Linked DNA regions of Mus musculus: all the other regions are linked to region 1. Evidence: chromatin contacts called from public Hi-C and HiChIP or PLAC-seq data. All regions are on one chromosome and are shown on one strand. Each heading gives the region's core, a stretch centred on a gene start, on an enhancer-like site or on the middle of the called end of the contact. The rest is flanking DNA. Distances are from core to core; before and after follow the strand shown. Region 1 holds the start of Gdnf (glial cell line derived neurotrophic factor). Region 2 has its middle 100 kb from the start of Gdnf. Region 3 has its middle 120 kb from the start of Gdnf.

Region 1 (2,700 bases), core at 48-2,547:
TTTCAAGGGACCAACTACGTTCCTTTTAAACCACAAATCACTCCCAAAATCCTTATAAAATTCTATCCCCCCCGCCCCTTTTTGACCCTTATACAAGAAGCCATTTTTGTTGTTGAAATGAAACACTTGCCACATTCTGCCTGTTTTCTTGTCCAGGGCCAAGGGTTTCTGTACGTCCTGGGCTGACTCAAGCTTTCCCTGGTGGTCATAACCACAGGGCACTTCAAATGCAAACCTTCAAAGCCACTCGTTCTAAGGGGTGAGGTGGGTGGCCGCTGAGTATTTTGAGATTGTATCAACTTTTCTGTTGCCACCTTTTAACCTAGATACTTTCATTTTCTCTGTAACTCCTTTCCTGTCTATCTGACTTTACCCGTATGGACTTCTGAGGACTGGAGGATAGGTTGTAATTGCTCGCTTCTAGAAGGCATTAGCTTTGGAGCAGTAAATCACAGACTTGTTTTAAGAGTACCCTGCGTTTGTTGTGGTTGTTGTTTTTGAGTTAGCACTGTGCATTCTGAACGTTTCTCCCTTTCAGTCCACTTTGCACTAGTCACCCTGGACTCTTCCTATAGCAGAACTCTTCTGAACAGAATTGACACTAGGCAGATGCTAGCTCTGGAAATGGAGGTCCTTCTGTGTTTTCTCTCTGGCTGGCCTTTCTCACAAAACTCCTTGCAAGTGCAGTTCAGGATGAAAATGCAAGAGGGTTTTAGCAAGGCACAGTAAAATAGCCTTAAAAGAAAGATCCTGCTGTGTATTCTTAGAGGGGCAGGGAAGTAAGGGGTTGGGGGCAATGTGTGTGTGCCCTGGTTGTGGTTGTGATGGTGGCGATAGTGGGATATTTGTTGATGAGAATGATAAAGGGACACTATTCCACATCCTCTGTATTTGCAAGGCGCCTGGAAACCCTTGGGCAGCGGCATGCAGCTGAGTACCCTTAAGGGCCTCCCAGCCCTTCCCACTTAGTGGAGAGGCGCACAACCTTCCCGGCTGGCCCGGGTGACTGCGTGCGTGCATGCTGCGGTAGGGTGCCCTGGGGTCCGCCGGATGATGCCCCCGGGGAGGGAACGGTTCTTACAGTCACTGGTCAGCGCGAAGGGCACGCGGCGGTGGCCGAGGGAGTGGTCTTCAGCGGGCGCTTCGAGAAGCCTCTTACCGGCGGGCAGCGGGAAGGCAGACGCGGTGTGGAGCAACACCAGGCAGACAGCCACGACATCCCATAACTTCATCTTAGAGTCCCGTCCGGCGGCGGCACCTGCGCGGGCGGGCAGCGGGGAAGAGAACCGCACCAGGCAAGTTAGGCTCAGACGCCCAGGACCCTGGTGCTGACTGCAGGGCAGCCTCTTCACCACTTCCCTGCCCCCCCCCCCAACCTGCTCCCAACTCACAGCCTCTCCGCCCGCACTGCTTTTGATCGGTGCTTCCCTAAGCACCCCGCCCTTGTTCTGGTTTACTGCCCGCCCATCTTCCTTCATCCCTGGTACACCCCAGGTGCAGCTCGCATTCCCAACGGGTGCACTGCTGACCACTCTTCGGTCCTCCAGCCTCCAACTTCCAGAGGTCAGATTATGGACATAAATTTATACCACAACTCCGGGCCCGTTGCTTCTACTGGCTCGCGCGACATCCCATATTCCCGGGGGGCGGGGGCGCACGGGGTAGCCCCCATCTGGCTACCTTTGCCCGGCCCTCGACAGACAGAGACCACCCTTCCCCTCCCCAGCAACTCCCATATGTGAGCTCTGGAAGCCATCCTTTCGCTGATGCAAACAACAGGCTTTTTACCTCTGGGACTAAAATCAAGCTCACCTATCTGTCCCAGGCTGGACCTTTCTTCTAACTAGGCAGGGTGTAGGCTCAGGCTTGGTGGAAACACTTGCCCTCCCTCTGTCTACCTTTTAAACATCCTGGCTAAGTGAAAGAAAAAAATGTCACCAGAACAAGTTCATGTGACTTTGCAGACTCTGGCCTGCATAAAAGTGCCAAGTTAAGTCACTTAACTTCGGAAGCATCGGTTTGGCTTAAAATACCAGTTCCACTTCTTAGGATCATTAACTCACGAACAAGTCCAGAAAGTGCCCAATAAATGTTTTACCACTGTTAGTAGGCGGCGACTGGATCTATCTTGACATTTAAAGCCCTCCGTGGTATACCCGAACACGCCCTTGATTTTAGTTTTGCAGCTTTGTGAAGTTTTGGTCCTAATTCTGTCCCTCTCAGCAGAGATGCTATCTTTCGGTTCCCCTAGCTACTCCAGGACCCAGGACCGTAGTAAGAGTCCTGAACACCGAGTCCTTTGGACTCTTAAGACCTCACATCTCTAGAAAGGAAGAAGGCCTTGCAGTCTGGGGTGAGCTTGCTAATAAAGAAGGCTATGTTCACTTGGCGAAAAGTCCCATCCAAAGAGACGGGGGAAGAGAGATTGAATCACTTCGGGTATGGTGGTACTCTGTCACTCACAAGTCCCGTTGTTCCAGCATGGGGAATTGGCTGGGGAGCATTCTCAAATCAGGTAAATCATGCATTTTGAGAAAACAGTCTTGACATTTTTAATGGGGGAGGGCAAATCAGTTTTCAGGTACACACACACACACACACACACACACACACACACACACCTCCCTGCACCTTTCCTATTAGTCTCCAGGCTTTTGCTTCTCTCTCCTTTCCGGGGTACATCCCTCCCGCCCCTCACAA
Region 2 (2,700 bases), core at 174-2,673, 100 kb after region 1:
CATCTTCTTTGCTTTGTTATATACTTGCTGGGGGAAGTCTTTAACATCAATGTTCTGTTTTCCCAGTGATTGTTTCATGAGCTACTATTATTGGTTTCCAAGAGCATTTTGTTTCCTTAAGTATTTTCTATGGTCCATGACAATTTCTGTTCTGCACACACATTTATCAAGGTTGGGTCTTTGTGTTTGTTTGTGACAACTTTCTTTTTCTTTGGAGAGCATTTATCAACACGACACTCCGCTGCTTCTGCACATGTTTGGATGGAATCCTTTATAGTACCTTTTCTTTTCCAGTAGATTCAGATTTTAAGCTCAGGAAATATGCAAATGATTAGTCACCAACAATCTCCTCAAACTGCTACTACTTTTGCAGTTGCCATACCCCTGATGCCCTACTATGTGGTGTAGGAGTACCACTGTGCTAGTTCCTCCCTTCTGTTTATTTCCAAGTGTACTCTTTCAGTGTATAGCCACCTGAATTCCAGATACATCAGAATTCCTGTGGGGGAAAAGTCAGCTCATCACTGGCAAACCCCACCATCCTTTAGAACCATGTCTGCTTCTGGGTTCTGACTTGGGAAATGGCACTGACATCCAAGTCTAAGGGGGAAGGAAACAGAGTCATCAGTAAGTCCCCATACTTCTTTATTCTTTCACTGAGTTCTGACACTTCCTTCATCTGCCCCCTCCACTTGAGCCCCACTGCTATTGTTCAGGTTGATGCTATTATTACTCATCTGTGGTTAACCATACTTTCTTCCCTGGCATTTCTGCCTCCCATCTCAACAAGCCTCTTCCAATTCATCCCCACACCCTGTTGGAATGCCTTTCCTGATGTTAGAATTTGAACTCTAAAATGGCGAGATTATTCCCCACTGTATTCCAACAATAATGCTTTGTGCTTAGTAGACATCCATGAAACAAACAAACAAAAAAAGGTCAATTGAATAGATGAGCAAGTAATTCTGACCCTGTCACTCCTTTGCACAGAATCTTTCAATGTATCTTCCTCTTCAGCTGCTCCATCATCTACATAGTAAAACCTGAATAAAGCCTAAATTCCTTGATCCATGATCTGTCACCAGCTCATTCCCATTTCCTACCTCATCTGGCTCCCCCTTTTTCTTTCCTGTTAACAGTGATAACATTGAGTAATCCAGGAAGCACCAGCTCTGGGATCTCAGAACTAGCACATGGAAGCCCCTCTATCTGCCTTAGATAACTTTCTGTTCCTTCTGCATGAGGCACAAACACTTTCATCAGCATCTGGTTCTTCTACTTCTGGGTGTATAGGGAGATCATCTTCATGTTCCTTTGAAATTGTGTATACCATGTGTCTCTGTCTGGCTAGTGTGTGAATGGAGTTGTGCTAAAGCATATTTAAGACCAGGAATGAAATGCTTTACCTTGCTCTCCCAAGACAATGTATGATAGTTCGTGTGGTGAAGTCTCTGTTAGCCTGGGTCTTTGAACAGGGGTGAGGTGGAACAGAGCTCCTAACAATGAATTATTAATATAATGTGAGAAAGAAACATTTATTGTTTTGAACTATTGAGATATTGGGATTTTTGTCACGACAACATAAATGGCTAGTCCTGGCTAACATCCCTTCAAATAGCCAATTATTAATCAGTTTACTATTGACCTGAAGCTAAGGACCCCAATTGTTGCATATTTTAAGCCCTTTTAGAAAAGGACTTAAAAGTATAATTTTTCAAACATCTATATGTACCTGTAACTCTGGTAAGTATTTTATACATGTTATTTAATGTTATTTAATCTCAACCCTATGGAGGGATACTAGGCGATTTACTCAATATAACTATATAATATGACAGAAACCCCAGGAGTTGTGAGTTTTAAGTTTACACTCATTCCATGTCACGGTGTCTTAGGAGTAACAAAGACCTCTGTCTACCAGGCACACACTCCTGTCATGAACCTAGTGAAGGACAATAAAACAAGCATTGAACAAATCAAATATGAGTCAAGTAAATAAATAACCAAAATTGGAAACACATTTTTTTTTTTGGTATCTGATGGGAAATGGAGAATTCTTTAGAAATTTTCCAGTTCTTGAGAAAAAGCCAACCATATATAACACAGTCAACAAAAACTAAACAAAAACTGTAGCAGGTTCAAAAACCATTGGGGAGCACAGCTGGTCTAGCCCAACTCTCAATGGCAAGGCTGCCCTCTGGAGTAGGTTTCTTAATAGTCTCCAAATATTTACTAAAGAATGACAAGACATCAGCCATTAGCCATAACTGTTAGCTCCAGAATCACCCCGCCCCCCACCCCATGTATTCCCTTGGGGCTATGTCAGCTGGATATTCAGGCAGCTGCTGGATAGTTGAAGTGGGCCAAGAGTGGATTCTCATGAACACCCTACAAGTCTCCCAGAGACATGGCTCTGAGTACCATGGCTGTTGAAATGACTACAGCAAAAGGGCTGGCACATAAGGCTGGACAGAGCTTCTGAGAGGGAGGCAATACAATCTGAAGCAAAGGGCTGAAAGGCAGTATCTACCAGCTACAGGTTTCTTCCTGTCTGGAAGAAACTACAAGAGGTAACTTTTGAGAGTATGTTCTCTGGTTGGTGTGAATCTAAGGTTTGGCCATGATCTCTTTCCTTTAAGCTGTTACACTTGTCTCTATGTTGACTTTGGCTTTTTCTTTAAAAAAAATTTTTTTTTAAAT
Region 3 (2,700 bases), core at 183-2,682, 120 kb after region 1:
TCCATATTCTTCCTCCCCCTCCTCCCTTTCCTCCTCCACTTCTTTCTGGTCCCTTCCTCTTCCTTCTTTTCCTCTGTGGATCCCCTTCATGAAAGATGTCATCACTGTCACAAATAGCTGATAACTTGGGGCTACTCTACCAGTATTTCCCTATGAGTCACACAACTGCTAACAGAAGGAAAGGCCAGAACAGAAGTGTCCCTTTGTCAGGGTGAGGAGAGGATTCCAACAGGGCAAAGGCAGACCTGACAGTAAACGGTGCTAGAAAATAACAAGATCTCACATTGTCAAGGAGAGTCTCTCAGAGCTGAAGAAAGTGGAAATTGCATGAGATTCATCACCATTTTGGAGGTGATAAAGATTTGCTTGTCTGAGTCTTCAGGGGACTCACAAAGTAAAGGAGGTGGTTGGGCCCACATTTTTCATGTGACTCTGTTAAAATAATCAAAGGGATTGAAGTGAAGGAAAGAAAATGATTGATGATAATTCATAAGAGTGTACATATGTCTATATGAATTCATGACACATTTATTTTGGTATAATACAGCATGGGGGAAAGTGGGTTATGTAATTGTGTGTGTGTGTGTGTGTGTGTGTGTGTGTGTGCATACTATTTTAAACTCTGGACCAGCTCATGAAAACATCACGTTCTTGTTTGAACTATTTTTAGATATCCACTTTGCTTTAGTATCATTGAATGACATAAATTATTTTAAAAAGCACAAATCCCGGAGACCCAGAGAACTCTGATGAAACGACAAGGGCTTTGGTGGTGGAGCACAGCCTGATTCTTTCTCTCCTTTTACTCCAATGACTTCAATAACTAGAACTTAATAAGAATTGAATTTATGACCATATTCCTGAGAGGTATTTCCAGATTCGGTGGAATCCTGCATGGAAAAGCACATTCTAAAGGATTAAAATGATCATTAAATCACTTTTAGATCCTGTCCCCCAAAGTCTTATGTTTTCTGTTTGGTTATTTTCTTAAAATAGCCCATTTTATGAGCTTGCATTAGCAATTAGAAGTTTTACAAAGACCTGGAAAATGAGTCCTGCCTTGAGAGCTTTCTATCTCCTTTGGATTGTCCCCAATCTCTGCTCTTCCAGTGAGAGGCCTGAGCATAGGAGGTTCCTTAGCAGACCCTGCCCTTAGAGGGGCTCTGAGTCTCAGGGGCTGCACTAGACAGAGTTCTGCAGAGAACGTACACGCACACGCACACGCACACGCACGCACACACTCATGCACATGCATTATGTAATTGTGTGTGTGTGTGTGTGTGTGTGTGTGTGTGTGTGTATGGTATAGGGTCTGTCTCTCCTTCCCTCTTCATTTGTTCAGAGCAAGAGGGAGAAACAAGGGGGATTGGCTCATGACTCATGAGTACTTAGAAGCTAACAAGCTCCAACCTGTAGGGCAGGCCAGTGGGCTGAACACTCAAGCAAGAGGTAATAAAATACATGTGGATGGATGACTCAGGGGTTCAGAGCATACACTGATCTCTCAGAGAACCCAAGCTCGGTTCCCATCTGATATCCAGTGGTTCCAGCAGCTATGCCTGACATCTCACAAAACTGCCTTTAAGTCCAGCTCCAGGGATCCAATGCCTTCTTCTGACCTCTAGGAGCACCCACACTCATTTGCACACAACTATACAGTTATACACATGCACACATAATTTGAAAATTTTCATTATGTAAGCATAGGTGTCTGTGTGTGGGTTTGTACACATGAATGCAGTGTTTCTGGAGGTCAGAAGAGAGAGTTAGATTCCTTGACACTAGAGTAACAGGTGGTTGTGAGTCGCCCAGTATGGGTTCTAGGAAGCAGACTTGGGTCCTGCATGCTCTTAATACCTGAGCTGTCCCTACAGCTCCATATACCCATAATTAAAAAAAAACTTCCAAAAATTTGATATTATAATTTGGAGTACCAAATCCACAGGACAGCCTGGCAGCTTGAAATGTAAGGCAAGGTTTCTGCAATATATTGTGATCTTGAGACAGTAACCTCAGTACTTGCTCTTACAAGTTGCTCTTCCATTGCTTGAATGGAACCTGCTCATCTCATGGTGGGAACTCTGCATTATTTTAAGTCTACTGACGGCACATATCAGCCACATCTAGAAAAATACCTTCATAGTAACACCTAAATTGGTGTTTGATGAATTAACTGGACACCTCTGTTGAGCCAAAGTGACATGTGAGAGTAGCTGTCACAAGAATCCAGAACATAGGACTCCATAGACTCTGTCCTCTCCAGCTGTTTACTTGTGGAAACATACCCTGCTTAGTGGTTGCTTCTCACCTAAGTAAGAGCTGCACAGACTGTCACAGCAGATCAGCTAGCTTCCATATTGATAAATGTGTCAAAGGATATACCTTCAGAGTTCTTATATTTAGAATTCTAGACTCCTGGGCATGTTAGAGCACCTGGGAGTCAAGCTTCCTCTGGGTGTTGTGGGACTGGGTGTGGAGCCAGCACCCGAGGTCTGCTCAGGACACAGGCTTAGACTGGAAGGACTAAACCACCAACTGGAGTACACATGGAAGGACCCATGGCTCTAGCTGCATATGTAGCAGAGGGTGGCCGGGGTGGGCATCAGTGGGAGGAAAGGCCCTTGTGAAGGCTTGATCCCCAATGTAGGGGAATGCCAGGATGGGGAGGCCAGAGTGGGTGGGTGGTTGGGGGAACACCTT

Evidence for each region. HiChIP or PLAC-seq counts read pairs in DNA pulled down with a chosen protein or histone mark. A called contact is a pair of places that touch in the nucleus more often than the background predicts.
Region 2: a CTCF HiChIP or PLAC-seq map of the NIH/3T3 cell line shows a contact between it and region 1, with 15 read pairs. The contact joins the enhancer-like site here to the promoter of Gdnf in region 1. A contact is called at or near these places in 7 of 39 promoter capture datasets (the 3T3-L1 cell line, 3T3-L1-derived adipocytes, embryonic stem cells and 3 more), 1 of 15 datasets of contacts at CTCF or cohesin (the NIH/3T3 cell line), 17 of 484 Hi-C or Micro-C datasets (the C2C12 cell line, the HL-1 cell line, the HPC-7 cell line and 10 more), 7 of 115 datasets of contacts at active chromatin or transcription factors (embryonic limb bud and embryonic stem cells) and 2 of 9 other capture datasets (embryonic stem cells and liver).
Region 3: a Hi-C map of uterus shows a contact between it and region 1. The contact joins the enhancer-like site here to the promoter of Gdnf in region 1. A contact is called at or near these places in 6 of 484 Hi-C or Micro-C datasets (cumulus cells, mammary gland, nephron progenitors and 1 more), 3 of 115 datasets of contacts at active chromatin or transcription factors (craniofacial prominence, embryonic stem cells and stem cell-derived neural progenitor cells) and 3 of 9 other capture datasets (embryonic stem cells, liver and pancreatic islet).

What each region holds. Positions count from the first base shown.
Region 1 is chr15:7,814,147-7,816,846 of GRCm38.p6, reverse strand. It overlaps Gdnf (glial cell line derived neurotrophic factor), which reads right to left and starts at 1,297. Exons shown (of 2, transcript NM_001301357.1): 1 at 1,082-1,297. The coding sequence starts at 1,232.
Region 2 is chr15:7,714,429-7,717,128 of GRCm38.p6, reverse strand. No RefSeq gene overlaps it. Among named protein-coding and RNA genes, the nearest start is that of Gdnf, 100 kb to the left of the region's middle. Within about 2 kb of position 1,423, at least 11 of the 459 cell types and tissues checked have an H3K27ac peak or open chromatin away from gene starts, as enhancers often do. A contact at or near this core is called in the HL-1 cell line, the NIH/3T3 cell line and pancreatic cancer cells, where this site is marked.
Region 3 is chr15:7,690,208-7,692,907 of GRCm38.p6, reverse strand. No RefSeq gene overlaps it. Among named protein-coding and RNA genes, the nearest start is that of Gdnf, 120 kb to the left of the region's middle. Within about 2 kb of position 1,432, at least 10 of the 459 cell types and tissues checked have an H3K27ac peak or open chromatin away from gene starts, as enhancers often do. A contact at or near this core is called in uterus, where this site is marked.